7 separate regions of the Mus musculus genome follow, and regions 1, 2, 3, 4, 5 and 6 are each linked to region 7. A link is a contact called in public Hi-C, HiCAR-type and promoter capture Hi-C data. All regions are on one chromosome and are shown on one strand. Each heading gives the region's core, a stretch centred on a gene start, on an enhancer-like site or on the middle of the called end of the contact. The rest is flanking DNA. Distances are from core to core; before and after follow the strand shown. Region 1 has its middle 35 kb from the start of n-TDgtc10. Region 2 has its middle 75 kb from the start of n-TDgtc10. Region 3 has its middle 310 kb from the start of Gm27393. Region 4 has its middle 64 kb from the start of Gm27393. Region 5 has its middle 180 kb from the start of Gm27393. Region 6 has its middle 90 kb from the start of Gm27393. Region 7 holds the start of Igfbp3 (insulin-like growth factor binding protein 3).

Evidence for each region. Promoter capture Hi-C pulls out the DNA fragments that hold promoters and counts their contacts. Hi-C and Micro-C count contacts between places; a contact is called where the count stands out from the background. HiCAR-type assays count read pairs that join an accessible place to other places.
Region 1: a promoter capture Hi-C map of second pharyngeal arch cranial neural crest shows a contact between it and region 7, with 11 times the contacts expected there. The contact joins the enhancer-like site here to the promoter of Igfbp3 in region 7. A contact is called at or near these places in 14 of 39 promoter capture datasets (the 3T3-L1 cell line, 3T3-L1-derived adipocytes, the HPC-7 cell line and 8 more), 1 of 484 Hi-C or Micro-C datasets (the 3T3-L1 cell line) and 3 of 115 datasets of contacts at active chromatin or transcription factors (cardiomyocytes, fibro-adipogenic progenitors and kidney).
Region 2: a promoter capture Hi-C map of the 3T3-L1 cell line shows a contact between it and region 7, with 19 times the contacts expected there. The contact joins the enhancer-like site here to the promoter of Igfbp3 in region 7. A contact is called at or near these places in 15 of 39 promoter capture datasets (the 3T3-L1 cell line, 3T3-L1-derived adipocytes, the HPC-7 cell line and 7 more), 1 of 15 datasets of contacts at CTCF or cohesin (stem cell-derived epiblast-like cells), 3 of 484 Hi-C or Micro-C datasets (3T3-L1-derived adipocytes, epidermal suprabasal cells and urothelial organoids), 3 of 115 datasets of contacts at active chromatin or transcription factors (embryonic forebrain, kidney and pancreatic cancer cells) and 1 of 9 other capture datasets (adipose tissue).
Region 3: a HiCAR-type map of fibro-adipogenic progenitors shows a contact between it and region 7, with 18 times the contacts expected there. The contact joins the enhancer-like site here to the promoter of Igfbp3 in region 7. A contact is called at or near these places in 9 of 39 promoter capture datasets (cranial neural crest, embryonic stem cells, epiblast stem cells and 4 more), 5 of 115 datasets of contacts at active chromatin or transcription factors (embryonic forebrain, embryonic stem cells, fibro-adipogenic progenitors and 2 more) and 1 of 9 other capture datasets (liver).
Region 4: a promoter capture Hi-C map of second pharyngeal arch cranial neural crest shows a contact between it and region 7, with 9 times the contacts expected there. The contact joins the enhancer-like site here to the promoter of Igfbp3 in region 7. A contact is called at or near these places in 13 of 39 promoter capture datasets (the HPC-7 cell line, cranial neural crest, embryonic stem cells and 6 more), 1 of 15 datasets of contacts at CTCF or cohesin (embryonic stem cells), 1 of 484 Hi-C or Micro-C datasets (3T3-L1-derived adipocytes) and 5 of 115 datasets of contacts at active chromatin or transcription factors (embryonic forebrain, embryonic stem cells, forebrain and 1 more).
Region 5: a contact with region 7 is called in a promoter capture Hi-C map of embryonic stem cells, with 10 times the contacts expected there. The contact joins the enhancer-like site here to the promoter of Igfbp3 in region 7. A contact is called at or near these places in 8 of 39 promoter capture datasets (the C10 cell line, cranial neural crest, embryonic stem cells and 3 more), 3 of 484 Hi-C or Micro-C datasets (embryonic fibroblasts and uterus) and 3 of 115 datasets of contacts at active chromatin or transcription factors (embryonic forebrain, embryonic stem cells and forebrain).
Region 6: a contact with region 7 is called in a Hi-C map of uterus, with 6 times the contacts expected there. The contact joins the enhancer-like site here to the promoter of Igfbp3 in region 7. A contact is called at or near these places in 11 of 39 promoter capture datasets (3T3-L1-derived adipocytes, embryonic stem cells, hippocampal neurons and 4 more), 2 of 15 datasets of contacts at CTCF or cohesin (the NIH/3T3 cell line and stem cell-derived epiblast-like cells), 4 of 484 Hi-C or Micro-C datasets (embryonic stem cells and uterus) and 4 of 115 datasets of contacts at active chromatin or transcription factors (embryonic stem cells and stem cell-derived neural progenitor cells).

Annotation. Positions count from the first base shown.
Region 1 is chr11:7,832,995-7,835,694 of GRCm38.p6, forward strand. No RefSeq gene overlaps it. Among named protein-coding and RNA genes, the nearest start is that of n-TDgtc10, 35 kb to the right of the region's middle. Within about 2 kb of position 1,372, at least 3 of the 459 cell types and tissues checked have an H3K27ac peak or open chromatin away from gene starts, as enhancers often do. A contact at or near this core is called in second pharyngeal arch cranial neural crest, where this site is marked.
Region 2 is chr11:7,793,028-7,795,727 of GRCm38.p6, forward strand. No RefSeq gene overlaps it. Among named protein-coding and RNA genes, the nearest start is that of n-TDgtc10, 75 kb to the right of the region's middle. Within about 2 kb of position 1,399, at least 13 of the 459 cell types and tissues checked have an H3K27ac peak or open chromatin away from gene starts, as enhancers often do. A contact at or near this core is called in pancreatic cancer cells, where this site is marked.
Region 3 is chr11:8,198,168-8,200,867 of GRCm38.p6, forward strand. No RefSeq gene overlaps it. Among named protein-coding and RNA genes, the nearest start is that of Gm27393, 310 kb to the left of the region's middle. Within about 2 kb of position 1,319, at least 8 of the 459 cell types and tissues checked have an H3K27ac peak or open chromatin away from gene starts, as enhancers often do. A contact at or near this core is called in fibro-adipogenic progenitors, where this site is marked.
Region 4 is chr11:7,948,661-7,951,360 of GRCm38.p6, forward strand. No RefSeq gene overlaps it. Among named protein-coding and RNA genes, the nearest start is that of Gm27393, 64 kb to the left of the region's middle. Within about 2 kb of position 1,336, at least 9 of the 459 cell types and tissues checked have an H3K27ac peak or open chromatin away from gene starts, as enhancers often do. A contact at or near this core is called in second pharyngeal arch cranial neural crest, where this site is marked.
Region 5 is chr11:8,067,792-8,070,519 of GRCm38.p6, forward strand. No RefSeq gene overlaps it. Among named protein-coding and RNA genes, the nearest start is that of Gm27393, 180 kb to the left of the region's middle. Within about 2 kb of position 1,345, at least 27 of the 459 cell types and tissues checked have an H3K27ac peak or open chromatin away from gene starts, as enhancers often do.
Region 6 is chr11:7,974,850-7,977,549 of GRCm38.p6, forward strand. No RefSeq gene overlaps it. Among named protein-coding and RNA genes, the nearest start is that of Gm27393, 90 kb to the left of the region's middle. Within about 2 kb of position 1,257, at least 8 of the 459 cell types and tissues checked have an H3K27ac peak or open chromatin away from gene starts, as enhancers often do. A contact at or near this core is called in second pharyngeal arch cranial neural crest and uterus, where this site is marked.
Region 7 is chr11:7,212,584-7,215,283 of GRCm38.p6, forward strand. It overlaps Igfbp3 (insulin-like growth factor binding protein 3), which reads right to left and starts at 1,340. Exons shown (of 5, transcript NM_008343.2): 1 at 802-1,340. The coding sequence starts at 1,207.

The DNA.
Region 1 (2,700 bases), core at 122-2,621, 620 kb after region 7:
CAGGTGAGGAAAGCAGGCTCATCTGGATCACTACGTCTTTGTGAAGCAGCTTCCATGTTAGACTGGAACAGCACTGTGCATTTAAGCCTCGTTTTCTCCTATTTATTTGTCCTCCTATTTGCTTCACAATCACAGTTGGTTTTATTTTATTCTATTTCATTATGAAACATACACACAGGGAAACATATACAATATCTACATCTTACTCCATTCCATATTTCTCTAATACAAAGCACAGATTAGGCATCTATATAGGACTGAAACATACTTGCCATAGTTCTGAAGCCTGAAATCAATAGTCAAGGTGCCAGTTAGTTCCATCGTACAGTGAAGTCTGCGTTGCTTTTGAGACGGCATCTGATGCCACACGCTCTGCAGGGAAGAAAGCTGAGTCCTCATAGGGCACAAGGCAAAAAGGATAAAGTCCCTCTGCTGAGTCCTTTAAGAAAGGGAAGCTACTTCTTTCCTAAAGGACTCCCATGACCTAATAGCCCCTAAAGGCCCCATATCTTAATATGATTATATTAGCAGTGTCGGAATTTTGAGATAGGTTTAAACTATAGCAATATACCAGAGAGTTCATGTAAATAATATACATATCAGTATACATACAAGGGTATAAGTACATATATGCCATAAACTGCATATCCCAGGTTAAAAAAAAAGAGTTCCCAATGTACTACTGACCTGAATGATACTATTAGACTTGGTTGCCCTCTATGCACCATGGACCCATAATCTATTGAATATATTTGTTCTTTTACCAAGAAACAGCTGTTACTGAATATTACTTTTACTTTAGATTTTAAAATCTGTTTTTAAATAATTATGTTTTAATTTAGAATTTGTTGGAGAAGGGCTTTTTCATAAATTTTACTATTCTCTATACTACTTTTCTGAAATGTTATTTTTTTTACAGAATATTTTGTTTTCATTTTATGTATATACCTAAATTTCGCTCATTTTCATTGAGATAGAGTATTTGATCATAAAGAAAATCATGCTTGATTTCTCCAGTTGACCAACTATGGATATGCCTGTTGTTTCCACTGTTTTCATGGTATCAATGGTTGTGAGCTTATTTCCTGGGAAAAGGAGACCGTGAGTTGTTAAGCAGTTTCTCTGTAGGGTGGAGTATTCTCTCCCCTCTCCCCTCTCCCCTCTCCCCTCTCCCCTCTCCCCTCTCCCCTCTCCCCTCTCCCCTCTCCCCTCTCCCCTCACCCCTCTCCCTTACCCTCACCCCTCCCCTCACCCCTCCCCTTCCCTTCCCTCTCCCCTCCCCATCCCCCTCTCCATGTGTTCTCACATCTACTAAGTAATATGATATTGCTGTCCCTGGAATAGGCTGCACAGTGGTCTGAGTCCCACAGGATGTGATAGTTAACGCTCAAGCCTCCCAGTGTGCCGTGCTGCTCCCTTGATGACTGTGGCTGAGTGCCTTGTACTTTCTGTTACTCTTTCATAGCTTCACTTCTGACCACAAGAGCTTATCACTTTCAATGCAGATTTTTGACAATTATTTATGCACTTTGCATACTAATCTCTATGAAAATATCCTCCCACCATGTGTGGTCTGATGCTTAATTTTCTTTTGTGGTATCATTTGATGTATTTGGTTTTCAATTTGATATAATTAAGTCAGTATTTTTCAGTATGATATTTATATCTTGTGGATGAAATTTTTCTTTGAAGTCATGAAGAAAGTTCCCTACATATTATTCATAGATTAAATCTTTAAATGTGGAAGAAAATACTTTAAAATATTTAGGAGATGTGTTTTCTGCCGGGCGGTGGTGGCTCTTGCCTTTAATCCCAGCACTTGGGAGGCAGAGGCAGGCAGATTTCTGAGTTCAAGGCCAGCCTGGTCTACAGAGTGAGTTCTGGATAGCCAGGGCTACACAGAGAAACCCTGTCTCAAAAAAACAAAACAACAAAAAAAGGAGATGCGTTTTTGTTTTTGAGTCAGTAGAGCACATTCTAGAGATGCTGTTCCTTTTTCAAATCAATTCACACCAAGCCCCCATCTCTCTGGCAACATCTGCTCCTTGTTGATTATAAACTCCTATGCATGATTTGGGGCTCTGTATTTTGTTCTGGGTGGCTCTCTTTTAATATTTGCCATTATATTATAGGACATAACTCTCTACCTCTTGCTGTTACTTAGAAATCCATAAAACACTGGAATCTAGTTACACCTAACACCTTTCTGGGTTTTGAGGGGAATAACAGTGAATTCATGAATTTCCCCTTTTTCTCATCGTTAAATTTTCATAAGACTGTGCATCCCTTAACTTTTATTAAGTTTACTTTCTTCCAAAAATGTATAATTTTATTCATATACTTTAGACCAGTGTTTATTGGCTATCCTTTTATGGATTCTAGAATTTTATTGTAATTTTAAGTAAGACTAAAATAAATTTTATAGTTATATTTTAAATTTACTCAATACTTTTTTTGAAAAATGTTTTTTTTTCCTAACAGGAAACTACTTTGCGATAAACCCAGCTTGCTCAAGACATGTTACTTTTTTGATCCATTGCTAAATCTGGTGTTTTAATGTGTTTAGAGGGTTTTTTGCCTGTGTGTACTGCTTGCCTACTTTAAGCTATTTGTGAATTTTATTCATCTTAAAACACTAAAGCGTTGCACTAATGATTACATGAAACAGACACACTATGACATAAACAAAGTAAGTGAATT
Region 2 (2,700 bases), core at 149-2,648, 580 kb after region 7:
GCGCCTTTGGGACTGCCGCCACACCCGCTCCTCACAGTTAGTGTATTTTTTGCCTTCATTGGAGAAGGTTCTTTTTACAGTAGAGGGTGAGAATACAGAGACCCATAACTGATTAATGCATAGAGAATCAGAGTCAGTGAACTGCTCAGCTCAAATAAATTATAAGCATTGTTTTGTGGATCTCACTAGGGATGACTATGTTTAAAAACAAAAACTAAATGAGAGCAATAGACATCTCAAAGTCTCTGTGGACATCATGAGAGGTAGAGTTGCCTCACTGCTTCTGAACCTGGGTCCCAAGTTATCCCAGCACGTTTGCTTGCCTAGATCATCACCAAACCCCCTTTCCTATGTAAGAATCACATATTTACTTAAGTCTTCTTTTACCTGTAACCTTTTATTCCTTTCCTCTTTATAACCAGCTTACCTTTATAAAACAGTAATGTTTTTATGTGTTTCAAGAGTCCCTCACCTAAACACAGTCCTTCACCTTCTACTCTTGCCTTGTCTTATGTGTTTTCTCAAGCTGATTCCTCCCATTGTTTTATCTACCACAGATAAACGATAATAGTATATAGATATTTCTGTTGAAAACAACTTGAGAAGAGCAATAAGAATTTCAAATGCTTTTTCTTCATATCCAACATCTTCTATCATAATGGATTAGATGTTGAAAGACCCACAACGTGAGGACTCCCCCACGTTCTGACTCAGGAGAGGTGACACCCCAAATCACTCACAAGCAACAGTCTTGCTGCAAACTGCAAGAGGATTTTCTTTTTATTCAAGAGCGCTCTCAGGCCCACGGTCATACACCATGCAGGGGTAGAGGACCATGGTGCCCTGAGTAGCTGGGTAAAGGAGTATTTAAAGGAAGAAACCACAACTCAAGGAAGTGGGGAGGGCGTTGTTGGAAAATACCAAAGATACCAGTTAAGAGTCCCAAGGAAGTGCAAAGTCACAAGAGTCATAAGGAATACCTGGTAATTGTGCAGGTTATCTCTCAAGAGAGTTTCTAAGAGCCCCTAACAATAGCACATTAGCATAGCAGGTTCTGGCAATGGTCAGGGTGACTTTCTTTGAATGAACACTCTTTGAACCCAGGAAACAGGTGGGTGGAGGAATGTCGCTATCTGTTTTATGATTAGCATACCTTGGAGCATTAAGTCATAGAGGTCACATTCCCAAGCCTGGGCCTAAAGGCCTAGAATTTTGTTTTTACATTATACTTTCAATGTAAAATGACTCATGAGGAAAGAGCAGATATTTTGATAATGGAGGAGAAGAAAACATGCAAGGAAACCTTTAAGGCCTTTGCAGAGGGTGTGGCAACATGAGGTTCAGAATCTGACTATGGTTTTCTGGGTGGAAGGAGGTGATGTACTTGTCAGCCAAGCCCTGTTGTCCTTGGTTGTCTAATGAGACAAGAATGTAGAACAACATCGTGGGGCAATCTCAGGTCTCACTTCCAAATGATTTCCTTATCAGTGATTAATCATTTGTCAGAGCCTTCTTTTGTTAAGTAAAGACTGGCACATCCATCACATCATACATCTAGGGGAAGGACAAAGGTGGTTAGAACTGGCTTCTAAACTGCTCACTTTGTGAATTGCTTTCCTTTTCTTGTCTTGTGTTTATTTTTCCCTCTGAATGAATTATGAGATCACAGACTGTACATCATATTGTCAAATGTAGCTGTGCTTTCTATAGTATCTTTAGAAATATCTTAATCTCTTATGTTAATATAAGTAATACCTATTGGTATTGTGCAACAGAGAAAAAAAGAGTGTCCTTAGATAAGTCTCTATTTGTGGTTTGTAAGGAAAGTCGCCTACATAAAGCAGCTAAAATCAGCTGTATGTGTAGAGAGGAGACATGAGAGGAAGTGGTAGTATAATACAAACATACATAGGTAAGTGTATACAGGCAAATACATATGTAAGCAAACTCTTCCACATCTGAAGAAAAATCTGCAGTATATAAAACCTAAATATGTAAGATATTCTTTAATGGAATTGCAGAGATTCAGTAATGAGACAGAATGTTTGTAATGATGAATCAGCCAGCAACCATCTTAGGCTAGAAAACCACCGTATAGAAAAGACAAAATAGATTCATTCTTGTTTATGACTGAATCTCTGTTTCTCATGGATTGGGCTAGGCCCTACCTGCAACCTTAATTATAAATGAATGATTCTGTACAGCAATTTGGGCTTTGTTTCTTGCAACTCTAACTTTCTTTCATAAGTTGTTATGACTGCCTTGTTATGACTCTCTCACTATGACCACCTTGCCATGATGTTCCTGAAACCATGCATATTTCCCGAAGCACCATTTGGAAATTCCCTATCCCTTATCTCACCTATGTCCAATATCCACCTCTTAAACCCTACCTTCGGGGGAGGCAGCACAAGTACACAGGAATAAAAAAGCTTGCTGTAATTATTTGCTTCCTTTAATTAATTTGGCCATGATGATTTGGGTCTATGGTACTTCTCCTCCCATCTTTGGGATTAACATCATCATAAAACACAGCTCTAACCCCCAAAGGAACCAGAAGTAGCTTATTCTAGAGACAAATGCAAGTGACTATGGCCTGGGAAAACAAATTTAAGTCTCCTCAAATTCCTCTTCCAACTACTCCATGAATTGTTTACAGTAACAGAACAAAAAAGATCATAAATCAAGGCCTATTTCAGA
Region 3 (2,700 bases), core at 69-2,568, 990 kb after region 7:
AGCTGGCATCAGCAGGACCTCGATGCAGATGCTCGCACCCCCAGAGAGCCACACATACTGAGAAGAAACTGTTGATCCTCAGTTGTCTCATCTTCATGGTTGGGAACTTTCTCCAAAACTTTTTGCCATGAAAGCCCTCTAACCCTGAGAGGTTCGGTCCTCCTCTTTGCTCTTTGCTGATGCTCTATCCAGCAGTGGGTGGCCTATGGATGATCCCCTCACCTTATGCAGCACATCTGTACCATAAACACTGATCCCAATGTATATATCTGTTCTGATCCCAATGTATATATTCGTTCTTATTACATGTTCTTTCTTGAACTGGAACATGAGCCCAAGCCCAGTCTTCTCTACATACTACATTGTAGATTAGTGTATTCAGATTTATTTATTCAATGAAAGATAAGGAAGAATGGCAACTGGAGAAAGGACTTAGCTGTTAAGAGCCTTGCCACCTGGCAGGAAGTCTGGATTTAATTCCCGCCCCAACATGATGGCTCACAACCACCCTACAGTTTTAGTTCCAGGGACTCTGATACCTCCTTTTTATCTCTGCAAATGCCAAATATGTATGTGGTGCACATATATGAATGCAGGCAAAACACTCAGACACATAAATGGAAGGCTACAGAAAAGTCCCAAAAGAAGCTCTTGTAAGTGCTGGGGAAGAGGTCGTTAGACACCCTTACTTTTTAACTATGTTCCTACGAGTCTATATACTGGTTCCATTTACAATTTTAGTCTGCTTCTGTGAAGGAAGACTATTTATGCTCTATTTATGGAGGGAGAAGATCTGATTCAGCTGACCAGCAATCTCCAGGGTTTGCCCATAACATCTCCGTGCAGAGAGTCATGAACTGTCTTTCCTATTTAGAAACAGCTCAGATCTAGTTGGTCTTTGTTGCCTAGTGGCCTCCAGGATAAATAAAAAACCTGTTGATTACCCTGGGGAGTGCTCTTTCCAATTTCATCCCTTAGTGTTTGACTAAATAACTCGTGCAAATGAGGAACCTGCACCAGTTTTCCCAGCCAAGGCTGTATCTCATTACGAAGCACTTCAAACATAGAAATGGATGACACATGGTGCTCTATTGACTCAGAATTGAGACAATACTAATGGGTGTCAGTCCCTCATAGAGTAGAGCCCCTCCAAGGCTGGGGTGAAGGACAACCAAGTACAGAATGGAAAGAATATTCACTTTCCAGTGAGAGCAACTCACCACATTCAGCACTAAAACGCTTTACTGTCCATTTCACCGGGACTTTCTAAGTAACAATGACAGGAAGTCTGACAGCAAATCAAAGAACCAGAGCACACCGAGTCTGCGCAGAGGCCGGGGTGTGGCCTCTTCGGCTTGCTTCTTTCCCTTTTGTTTTATTCTTTAAAACGGAGGAAAACTGTCTCCAGCCTGAAACTTTATTAATAGTTACAGCTACATGACAAATCATGTCCCAGTTTTGAGGACAGAAACGAAATCTGAAGAAACAGGGATGACAGAGTGGGGGTCAACCCTCAGGGCATCATCTGAAAGGGTGGGGAGCTCCCTGGGGAGGCATGGTTTGCTCATGATGCAGCTAAAGAAGATAATTTGGATCATTTTACCTTTAAGGGTAGCTTAAGTGGAAAGTGAAATTACTTCAATTAGAGCAGGGATCAATGGCCCCTTCCTTGATCTCTCCTCACTGGTCCAGGCTGGACTGATCCGTGCAGTTCTCTCAGTGCCATGAGAACACCACATCCATAACAAGTTTGTGTGGTCAAAGCCAGACCAGCCTCCATGGGCTCTCAGCCACGATGACCAGAGGCAAGACTGTGCTGCACAGGGAGGAGCATATAGTCTTCAGCATCACCACGATGGGTTTCAGGCAGCTTAGCCGAAACCCTGGTTTTAGAACATGAAAAAAAATTATTTCACTCTGTAACATGTTTGTAAACACAGACAAAAGAGGGACATGCTATCATTTCTCCTTAATGTTCAAGAGCCTCTGTTTCTCTGGCAACAGAGGACTCGGTTTCTTACTTCACCTCTGAAGATGGATGCTATAAAAGAGACAATCAGTGCTTAGCAACTTTGAACTCTTTGCCCAGCTGCTGTGGTGGCCATTGCTCCTGAGGTTTGGGCTTCTCTTTCGATCTGTATTTTAGAGCCTGGTCACAAGCTTCTTCATTGTAGTGTGTAATGTTAGCACCCCTGTGTCCTGTCATCCGATATCAAGCATGCTCTATTTTGTCACCCAGAAGAGAAGGGTGAATAGATTTACATTAAATACAACATAAATTTCCCTTATAATGTATCCATTTTTCTTTTGATTGACACTTCCTTTCACCCATGCTGTAATCTCCTTGACTTGGAAATAAATGTTTCAAAGTAGTCTATATTTTCTCACCCATTTGACTGCTGCTGTTGTTGTAGTGCATACCAGATGCTTATGAGGACTATGAAAGTGATGTTTTAAGTAGAAATGGCTTCTTAAAATCTGCTTCTAGGGATTTTTGACTTTGGGATGTTATACTACACAATGTGGATCCCACATATATAAAAATGGACAAAAATATGTATTGATAAAATTTTTGTAATGCGAAAAGGCTATATAAAAGTAGGATAGCACCTTACAAAGAGTGCCAAATGAAACCCAGAGCCTTGGTCCTTCCCTCCTGAAGTTACAGACATCAGTAAGTTCAAACAAACAAACAAAATA
Region 4 (2,700 bases), core at 86-2,585, 740 kb after region 7:
TGGAGATGAGACATTGCTGAGAACTCAGCATTGATTTTTCCATTTCCATCTGTTTTATGTATATCATGAATGTACACATCCGTGAGGAGGGAAGAAAAGACAAATATTTGGCCCTTCAAATTACGGTTGGCTTGGAAGTAATTTTGGTGGGTGTATACAGCTTAAACACCTTAATATCATGATGTATGCACTTTATTGTTCACAGTGGAGATTAACCCCCTTCAAATAAGACCCACTTTTATTTATCTTTAAATTGTAAATTTATATGCAGATTTAAAATGATTTTTTCTGGCCTTTCTCAATGATAATTTGTGTTTTTGTGAGTTAAAAGCAGAAGAAATAGTGTTGAAGTTTGGATATTAACAATATGTTTTAGTCACTGCATTGCTCAATAGCTGTTTATTTTTTAATGAATACAAAATTCTCATTTCTTAGTATGTTTATTACTTTTTAAAGAAAACACCTAAACATATACCACTGAAGCTCACCTGTAGTCCTTATAATTAGTGTGGAAAAAAAAAAAAGAGAGAGAAACACTTAACAATGGGTCTTCAATGTACCAGAGCATTTTGCAAAGGCTTTGATTATTTACAGTGTTTATTCCCCTCTGCTAACTTTGTGGCAGCAAAGTCAATGTGGATGAACTTCAGAAGCCTGAAGCAACATCGATTGTTTCACAAGAAAATCTGTGTGCACAGCGTCCCCCTGGGCCACACCATGTGTAAATAATAACATGCAGCTATGTTTAGACATTGAAATGCTTCCATGTGTGACAGTGCTGGGGGGCTTCCTCTGAAAATGGAACACTGGCCATGGCGTCTTTTCCTACCCAAAACTGTTCCAGGTGCTTGGGACAGATTTTTAAAGTTTAAATCACTGAACATGTGCAAGGAAAAAAAAAACTTGTTGAGAAAGACAAAATGTTAAGACGGCTTCTCTTCCTTCTTCAGTTAGCCTTCTCTAGGTTTCAGGCCCTACCCTTAATTGACACTGGACTGGCAGCGGGCTGGCAACAGATTGGCAATGGGTTGGCAAAAGCAACACAAGCCAAATAAATGCATGGAGGTGTTTCCCCTGTAAAGGCCTCCAGAAAAACCTGACTTTCTTTTCTATTTCCTTAGCCCTGTTCCCTTCCTTCACTCCTCTTTCCCCTCTTCCTTTACTCCTCCTCTTCTCCCCCGCTTTCTTCTTCCTGTTCCTCCCTTTTCTCTCCTACCCTTCTCTTTTTCCATCCCAATCATTCTCTCCCTTTCCGTGTATCCCTTCCTTGTTTATGTGTATAAGCACATAAGCTCTCTGTGTATCTCTCTGTGTCTCTCTGTGTCCCTCTGTGTCTCTCTGTGTCTCCCTCTCTCTCTCTGTTACACAAACATGAGGGACTGAATAGGATTATGGAAAATGTCTAGAAGTATATAAAAATAGAATCCTGACCTATAGTCTTGACAGCCAGCCCTGGAAGCCAGCCCATTCTCTACAGTAACCTGTTTAGAATGCCTGTCATTCCTGCAGGAAATGAGAACATTGTTTCCAACAACCTGTGCTAAAAGACAAGTCCTCCATGGACTTGAGAGGTGGCTCAGTGATTAAGAACATTGGATGTTCTTCCAAAGGAGCCCCATTCAGTTCTCAGCACCCACATGAAAGCTCACCACTGCCTGTGACTTCAGTTCCACATAACCTAATACCCTTACACAGACAAATGTTCAAGTCAAACATCAAGGCACATAAAATAAAAATAAATATTTTTTAAAAGCCAGGCTTTGTGGTGCACACTTTGAATTTCAACACTCAGGAGAAGCAGGGTGATCTTTGTGAATTTGAGGCCACCATGGTCTATAGAGTGACATCCAGGACAGTATGCCTTATGAATATGGCCCCAAATAACCAGGTCTTCTTTAATAACCAAAATCTCTCTTTCTAATTTTCCCCAATCTTTAATTAGAACCAGAAAACAAAATCCAGATAGGCTCTGGAAGTAGTACATTTCCCAAATGTGTGAGCCTCTGCTCTGGCCTCCGTTAAAGGGAGCCCATGCAGGGGATTCTCCTGGGAAGCTTAGGTTCATCCTAAAGGGATGCCATGCCCCTTTCTGGCAAGGAAGCATATGGAGGAAAATGTTTTGCTTGATCAGAGCCCGAGTCTTCATTAACTCCCACTAGACAAAACAAATGGCATCTGTAATCTGGGCATTAGAGGGGATCCTAGAGAGTCTGAATGGGCTCCCTGACTGGGGGAACCTGAGATTGTCCACCTCATATCCTAATTGGTGTCTCAAACGTATCTGTGACCGTTTATGCTCATTTGTTTATTGGTTTCTAACAGCTGAGTCTCAAAACCTCGTGATCAACTGAATGCGCTACAGTGGACTTTAATATCAGTGGACAGCTTGAAATTCTGACATAACAGATTCTAAATGTCAAGCTAACTAAAACAGAGGGAGCACTAGGAGACCAGGGAGGGTCCCACAGTTTGAGGCGAGAAATTAAAATATTAAAGCCCCAAGTCATGGGCTAGACATCACCATTGTACTACAGAATTCAGAGGCAAGAATTTAAAGCGTGAAGTCTATCCCTCCAGGCAAGCAGGTAATGGTGTGATTCTGGCAAAGCATTTGGGATGACACCTACTAATTAAAAGATGGGTGCTGGGGTTCTAGTCAGGGAAGGGGGACAGTCATACATTAGGCTAACGGGGTGGGGC
Region 5 (2,728 bases), core at 95-2,594, 860 kb after region 7:
CTTTAGACTGGATTATACTAGAACATTTGATGCTACAAATTGCTTCACTTGCTGGCTTGAATTTCAATTTTTAAAAAATTGCTGAATGCATTTTAGATTGAGAGTAGGACCAAATTCTGAATATTATCTGAAACAACCCTCATTAGACTTCTGCCAATTTGCATAGTTATGATAGGTGGCAGCCTCCACTCTAATCATTGTAAATCAAAATATTGATCAGCCTTGGAAATATACTGAAGATGCTATCTGTCCTACAATATTAAATACCCAATGGAATTTAATTATTTCTCTGAAAACAAATATATCTGTTTCATTTTCTATGCAAATTTGCTTTCATCATAAATACATTTAGGGCTTTTAATCAGTAAACACATTGGGTCTACATGCCTATTTTATCTGCTTATATGTTTGAGGTCATATAAAATTTGCAGAGTGGGGGTGGAAGAACAAGATATTTTGTCCTAAATAAATTGAGCTAGATTTCTGATTAGTGGCTTACCATAAGCACAAAGACTTGATTGGAGAAGTGAGATTTTTAATCCAACAAGACATCAATGACATCCAATAAGACAGGGTTCCCATGAGCTTCGGAAACCTTTCACTTTAGCTAGTCCACACATTGAGGGGAGCAGGCCCAGAGGGTGTGCATGGAACCTCTGTTCTCCTTGCTGAGTATTTATATATGTTATCCATCAATTGTATCTTTAGCAGTGATAGCCTTTAAGATAAACCAGTAAACCCAAAGTAAAAGAACGTCTATAAAAATTATGTTGCCAATTAATCAAGGTTGGGTTGGAGGTCAAAGGACTCTCCATCTGTAACTAGTTCATCTTCATAAGCTCTGCATGCCAGACATGACTGGAATCTGAATAAGGGCAGTCTAATAGGACTGAGACCTTTAGACAAAATATGCCAGAGTGGAACATTTACAGTGTACTGACCAGTGTTCCACAGAGAATCGGATGCAGCTTTGCTTGGTAGAAATTCTAGTATTACAAGCGAGTGATCTATGAACAGGAAAAAATCCATATGTTCTTTGTTCCAGGTGTTCCAGACAGCATTAAAAATGATCATTTGGGGGCTTCTGAGCTCATTGTTTCAACAAACTTAAAGTCCTGGAGTGAACGTGACCAGTTAAGCCACTCTGCCCCTTTCCTCCCTCTCTCTGACTTCCTTACTTGCTGACACATCTAAAAGCACACCAGGCAGGCAATTAAGCAAAGGGGATTTAACAAAGGAAATTGGTTACACAGATGTTGGAAGCTGAATGAGTAGACAGGGAAGCCCTGAGGCATTGCAGAAACCCCAAGTACAGGAAGCAGCCGCCCCCTCAGCCTGACACCCAAAGGAAGACAGGATGCTAGGATCCTGTGTCATCAGCCGTTCAGTCATCAGTTTCCAATAATTACTATGTGTCTGCACTGCCTTCCCACAGAGTGAGCCATTGGAACAGAAACTGGGGGGTGATCCTTCACACAATTCGCACAGGGTCATGCTCAACTCCCTGGAACAAAGTCAACAATAAAGGATTGCAAATTCCGTTAAATCGCAGCTAAATGGCACAGCAGTCTTCATAAGTGGACCTTCTTCTTCCACCCTTTGGGTCAATGGGCTTGAGCAGCCAGGTAGAAAGAACAGACAGCAAGGGTCTGAGCTGTTAGTAGCAGAGTATGGAGAATCAGCAAGGATTACCTAGTCCCTTTGCTCCTCTCACTCGTAGCATTTCTTCCTCCCAGGAAAGGGCAAAACTCCTCTGGAATGAGTTTTAATTCCCTGATATTTAGCTGACCCACACTAAAGCAGGAGAAAGTTAGCAATGTCTCATCACTGTGTTTTATGGCTAACCTGGCATGAGTAACAGAAATTGTAGTTCATTCAGTTTACCTTGAAAGAGATGTGAGCCATTAGCCATGAAAGCCCAGGGCTGTAGAGAAGATTCACTCCTGAAGTGTTGGCTCAAGGTAAGACCTTACTTCCTGAACCCCAGGCAGCCCCTGTCAACTAAATGTACACAGCTCAGATAGGGGGATGGAGAGTAAGGAGGTGCCACATGTGTCTACAGAAGACAGGTGAGTGGGGGCTAGAGTCTGGCAAGGAGTGGAGACCAAGGAAAGGGGTACTGATCACTAGAGTCTGCAGGAAGGCCATGCAGAAGGAGGGTGATTTCATTACACAAGGGATGGAACACAGAAGACCAGTTCTCCAGTAAAGATGGAGCCTTGTACATGTGACAAAACATCAAGCACTGATCTTTCTGTGTTGCTCCCAATCTACAGGAATTAGAAGTTAAAAGAAAGGTCAAAAGCACTACCTGGGAGCCATTAAGGTCTGGCTGATCCTGAAGTTAGCTGTATTTTCCCTACCAGGAAAATGACATTCGGCGTTCCTGCCTATCTCTCTATAAGATAGTATCAGCTGAAGATTGGAGAACTGAGATTTATTACTCTGCCCAGGTCCAAGTACAGAGAATAGGGCCTGGCTATTCCACCAGGTCTTTATAGAAATGGCTATATAAATGTAGCATGCAAACATGATAACTTCAGCTGATTTCCTCAGGGTTTGCCTCTTCTGGACCATTGCTCAGGCTCTCCATCTCAAACCAGTATGAACCCCAAGACATTGTCTTGTCTTTAGGCTGCTAGCTGTGCCCAGGCCTCTGAGCCTTCTATAGCCCTCCCTAGCTTCAAATGAGAACTCCGGGTCGTAAGCCTTTGTAGCATAAAGCTTG
Region 6 (2,700 bases), core at 7-2,506, 760 kb after region 7:
TCCTAGCAATCCATGAGTATGAAAGATCTTTCTATCTTATGATATCTTCCTCAATTTCTTTCTTCAGAGACTTGAAGTTCTTGTCATACAGATCTTTCACTTGCTTGGTTAGAGTTACACCAAGATATTTTATATTCTTTATGGCCATTGTAAAGTGTGTTGTTTCTCTAATTTCTTTCTCTATGGGCCAAGCATTTTCAAACCACCACAGGTTTTAAGATCAACTTTCTTCAAGATTTTATTAATTTTCCATAGCAGACATAACTGTATAAGAAAAAACAAAAAACAAAAAACAAAAAAAAAAAAAAAAAAACCAACCAAACAAGGGAGAACAAATCTGAAAAAGAAAACCTTATAGTTGTTTTCCCCACAGTTTGAGTTTCTCTTGTAGAAGAAAGAGTAGGCAGGTGAGAAAAAGTATGCAAATAAAAGTCAAACAAAACCACATGTTTAATTAGTATTGTATGAATGAAAGTAGAAGAGCAGAGAATGGCATCATCTGAGACCATAAGAACTTTGTCCAAACAAAATGAGCAAAGTCTCACAAAGAAAAATGCCTCATTATTAAATACACAGAATATCCTTAAAATTATTTCTCACGGGTACTCTCAGTTATATGGAAAACAACAGTAATAAATTCCAGCTCAGAAAATCAAAGCAGCTTAAGCACAAAGACATAGTTATCGCCTAGAAAATTATCGCCTTGAATTTAAGCTCCCTACAGACAGAAGAAAAGGATGAGGGGGAGGCTGCACCCATGGGAATCTCAACAACACAGAACTAAAAGATATATGTACACACACGTATGTGTGTGTGCTAGAGAAAAAAGAAGATTCATGAATTTGAGAGAGGATATGTAAATATATTGCACATGTTAAACTTCTAAAGTTAATTTAATAAAAAAAAAATCTACAACTACCTTGGGAATTTCTTTGCAACTCTTAAAATGTGAGCCTACAATTGAAAATTTCCACATTATAAATTATAGGCAGTGAAAGAACATCAAATAGAGAAAAACTGGTTTTTAAGAGGGTGATAAACTTTGAGGGGGATGAGAATTAGCACAGTGTCTTTAGAAAGGAGTTTGGCAATCACTACTAAATTTAGAAGTAAACCTTTCCTAAGACCCAGAAACTCCACTTCCGGTAGGCACGTGCCCAAGAAAAACACATCGCATCTGCATCAAGAGACACATAAATGAATGCTAATTAAAGCGCTATTTGTAAGAGCCCGACTTCAGAAACAACCCAGATGCCTACAGACATTTATAGAGGGAGGGAATGCATTGTGGTATACTCAGACAAAGGGAGAGTCCCCAGCACTGAGCGAGGGAACAAGCTGTTCGGATGTGGAATAATTTAGACAGGCCTCGTCGGTATAATAGTAAATAAAAGATTGCACACACAGAATAACACATCCTTTGTTATTCAAGTAAAGGAGAGCCATGTACAAGCACAACTGAGCTTCTGGGGCAGAATCCACGTAGGGGAAGGACTGCTGAGGCTCCAGAAGAATGACTGATGCCAGCAAATCAGGGGTGATTTTTGTATGATGTTATTGATCTCCACACTCAGGGTTAGTTTGGGAGTTTGTTTTACTTTTCATTTTCTCTGTCTTCACTTTACAATAACAAAAGGCTTTTGACTGTTTTGTGGCTCCTTTTATGAGAACTAGAGTAAATAGGGGAAGGTGGTGCTTCTGAGACACAAAATTAAAGATGTCAGGTACAGAATTGGGAGTGGGCACATGAATGACAGGGCTACACATGCTACACTCATGGATGGGCTAGTTATAAACTTTATGAGAAAAATACAAGACAGATGATAACAGTTGTGACACAGTATTATGGGGCTGCTAAAACAGGCCCCTGGGGGCTTTGAACACCCTAAAGGATGGAACTAGAACAGCACCCCGTGATGGGAAGCCAATCACAACAGTGGGCTCAGTTATCTCTCCCCAGAAGCAAGCCTCCCATTAAAACTAGCTAAAAGACCCACAGTATTCTGGGTTAAAATCCAAGGGGCCCTGCCTCATAGGGTTCCACAGCCAGCTCTGTAGGAGCACTACACAGAGAAAGCCACCTCTAACCCTGTCACAGTCCCTCTGTGCCTACAGCTTTCTGAGCCTTTCCAGCCCAGGCTTCCATAGTTCCTACTGCCTGTCTGTCAGCAGGAACCCTGCTCCACACTCACTGTGTGAGGTGCTGTGTCTCACCTGGCTCAGCCAAAAAGGTATTCAGGTTCCTCACAGACACAACATGGTCACTTGTCCGTTAACATTTAAATTATGTGAGATTAAGGACAAATGATGAAGTCTCTCCAAATAATGACTACAAAGACAGGAAGAATCAAAACTTACTCAGATCATGTTTTAAAAAAGTAGAGTGTAGCTTTCAGCATGCACCGGGGCAGTGATGGCCTGCTGAAGCCACAAATGAAGCAGAGACATTTTCTAAAACCAAGAATGCCACAACACTTCACTGTGTGTAGTAATCGTAAACCAGTATGAACACTGGCAGGCACAGGCTCCTGCTTACACAGTCCTCCTCTTTGCTCCTGTTTTCAATCACACATTTAGGTACATAGAGTATCACAGATGTATTCAGAGGCAGGGTGGGAGTAGCTGGGGCATTTAGGGGTTTTTTGTTTGTTTGTTTGTTTGGTTGGTTGGTTGGTTTTGGTGGGTTTTTTGTTTGTTTTT
Region 7 (2,700 bases), core at 90-2,589:
GGTCGAATTAGAAAGAGTAACATTCCTGGGTCGTACTTCGCATTTCTAGTCTCTGCTTTGGCAGGGAACCGGCCTGAGTCTGCATCCTCTGCACCAAATGCAGTCTCTGAATCTGGAAGGCGCTGCTGCAGAGCATAGGATGGCGCCTATGGGGCCCGAACCGGGCTCAAACCTTTTTGCAGCTCCTGGTGACACTGAGCAGTTTTGAACTTTAGGTTTCACAGTTTCAAAGACACCAGTGCTCTTAATTTCATCTCGTTAGTTTTTGGATAAATTGGGACACAATCCTGCGTTGCCAATTAGCCCGTGCAAATGATAGGATGTTTCAAGACAGGTACTGTTTCCAACAGCGTGGCTGCCTGCAAATACCTTCATGGTCCGGATCCAACCCGGGATTCCTACACTCAAGCTTCCCTGGGATAGACGCGCTCCTTCCCAATTTATGAGGAATGAAAACCCAGGTCAACAGCTGGGTTACACAGACCTAAACCTGGGTATCCCCGCTCAGCGAGGAGACTCTCCAGTGACTGGGATCTGTCCACTGGCAGTCTCCCTTGCTACCCGCTCGTCCTGGCACTGAATTCTACCTATTTTCACAGAGCGCATTTTGCAACTTATAAGAAAAGCTGTACTTTGAGAACCAAGCAAGAGGAAAAATGGGTTCAGTGCCTCACTCCGCCTCCCAGGGTCCATTTTCCAACCTTCAATATGAGCCAAGACAAACATCTGAAGATACACTCCCTGCCACCCTCGTCGGGTCCCAGGGAGTTGCGCGTGGCGCACGTGGCAGGGACAGCTTACCTGGAGCAGGTTGGGAGGGGAGGTAGGTGCTTAGGCTGCCTGCAGCGCTGGCGTTGGCGCAGAACCCGCGGCCATTCAGCAGCGCCCTCAGCGGGTACTGCTCCGCGGGCCGCGGCTGGCAGCGGAGGCCGGTGCCACAGCGCTCCGTGTAGACGCCGCACGCGTCGCCTTCGCGCAGCGCGCAAGTCAGGCAGCAGCCGCAGCCGGGCTCTCGCACCAGCTCCGTGCACGCGGGCGCGGTGGGCGGAGGCGCGCACTGGGACAGCGCACGCGCGTCGCACGGTTCGCAGCGCACCACGGGGCCCGCGCCCACCGCGCCCGCGCCAGCTCGCGCCACCGGCGGTCCGCGGAGCAGAGTGAGGGCAGTGAGCGCAGCCGCCCAGAGCGCGGGGCGCGCGGGATGCATGGCGCCGGGTGGACGGCTCGGTGGAGGGGAGCGGAGTGGAGCACGCGGGATGAGGCGGCGGGATGAGGCGGCGGGATGGGAGCAGCGAGCAAGCAGGTCCTCAGCGCCCAGTCGCCGCTCTAAGCTCGCATCTGGGCAGCCCGGGCGCGCAGGCCGATATATAGAAGCCGGGGTGGCGGAGGACACGCCCCGGAACGGCGAGGGTGGGGGGTGGGCCGGCGCAGGCTCCGCTCCGGGGCCCGCGCCTCCCGACGAAGCGGGAACGAGGACGGGGGCGCGCTGCGCGCGTCTTCACCGGGCACCTGCTCTCTGTGCGCACGCCCTGTATCAGGGCCACCTCTTCACGGGTAACCACAGGCGCTCCAGGCCACCTTGCGTCTCTAGAGTCCCAGCCACTCCAGGGACTCTGGTCTTCTCTTCCTTCAATGACTCCCAGCCAATTTGGCGTCCCGGACCCTATAGCCCCTCCCCCTGGATGGCTGGCTAAGCTGGCCTTTCCAGGGATGGTTTATGTTTGGGAAGCTGGCCCGGACCCATTCAGCGCCTGTGTACTTTGTAAAGTTCCCGCAATGGAATTCCTCGTGTAGGGTATGCTGTATTAGGCATTTCCCAGCGAGAACGCGCAGATCACTTTGAGGTCTGGAGAACCTTAGAGCTCGAGGTTTAAATCTGCACCACGGGCCACTTTAGCTCCCAGAGTCTCAGCACCGCACAACCTCACGCTGACAGCTATGGGCGCAAAGGATTTGCTTTTCAAGGAGGTAGGGACTCAAAATACTCAAATACGTCGTTGCACTTTCCCAGATAGGAGTGAGGACAGTTTTTTTCTTTTTAAAGATGAGAAGTTCCTCTAGTTCTTGTTTGGGAGAATCTTTTTAGCGGACGCATCTGCGTTAAAATAACTACTGAGACACTGAAGCATGCATGATTAGTAGCCAAGCAGCCCTTAAAATGAATACTGTTCACAACGAGTTTTAGTCATCGTTGGACCCCTATACCAACTTCTGATGTGCTCCAGTGCAGACTGGAGTTCTTGCTAATCCGTTCATTCTGACTTGAAATCCAGGCGCAATAGCGCAGCTATTGAGTTCTTTTGTACGAGTCTCTCCAAAGTCTGCACGCTCCTCCTATAGGTGACCAACAGAGGACGCTGGTGGTCCAGAATTGAATCGACAGACTTCGCGGTTTATTTATTTATTTAAAACAATTCGTGGATGAGTGGTGGGAACTTGAGAGACCGACTTGGAAGGAGACTTTCCTGGATACTCTTGAGTTGTTTACCATAGGCTGGGGAGATTGTCTTTGGGGAGATCTGTGCAATTTTATGCAGGAAGCAAATTAAGACGACTTCCCCCACATATCCCTCCGTCTATCATGTATATCTTATCTGGTGAAGTGGACATTCATCCACCCGTGTGTCTTTACATCTCCCTGTATCTGTGGCTCTCTCTACAAATTTATATCCCCTTTAAAAAAATTATGTCTTAATTTTA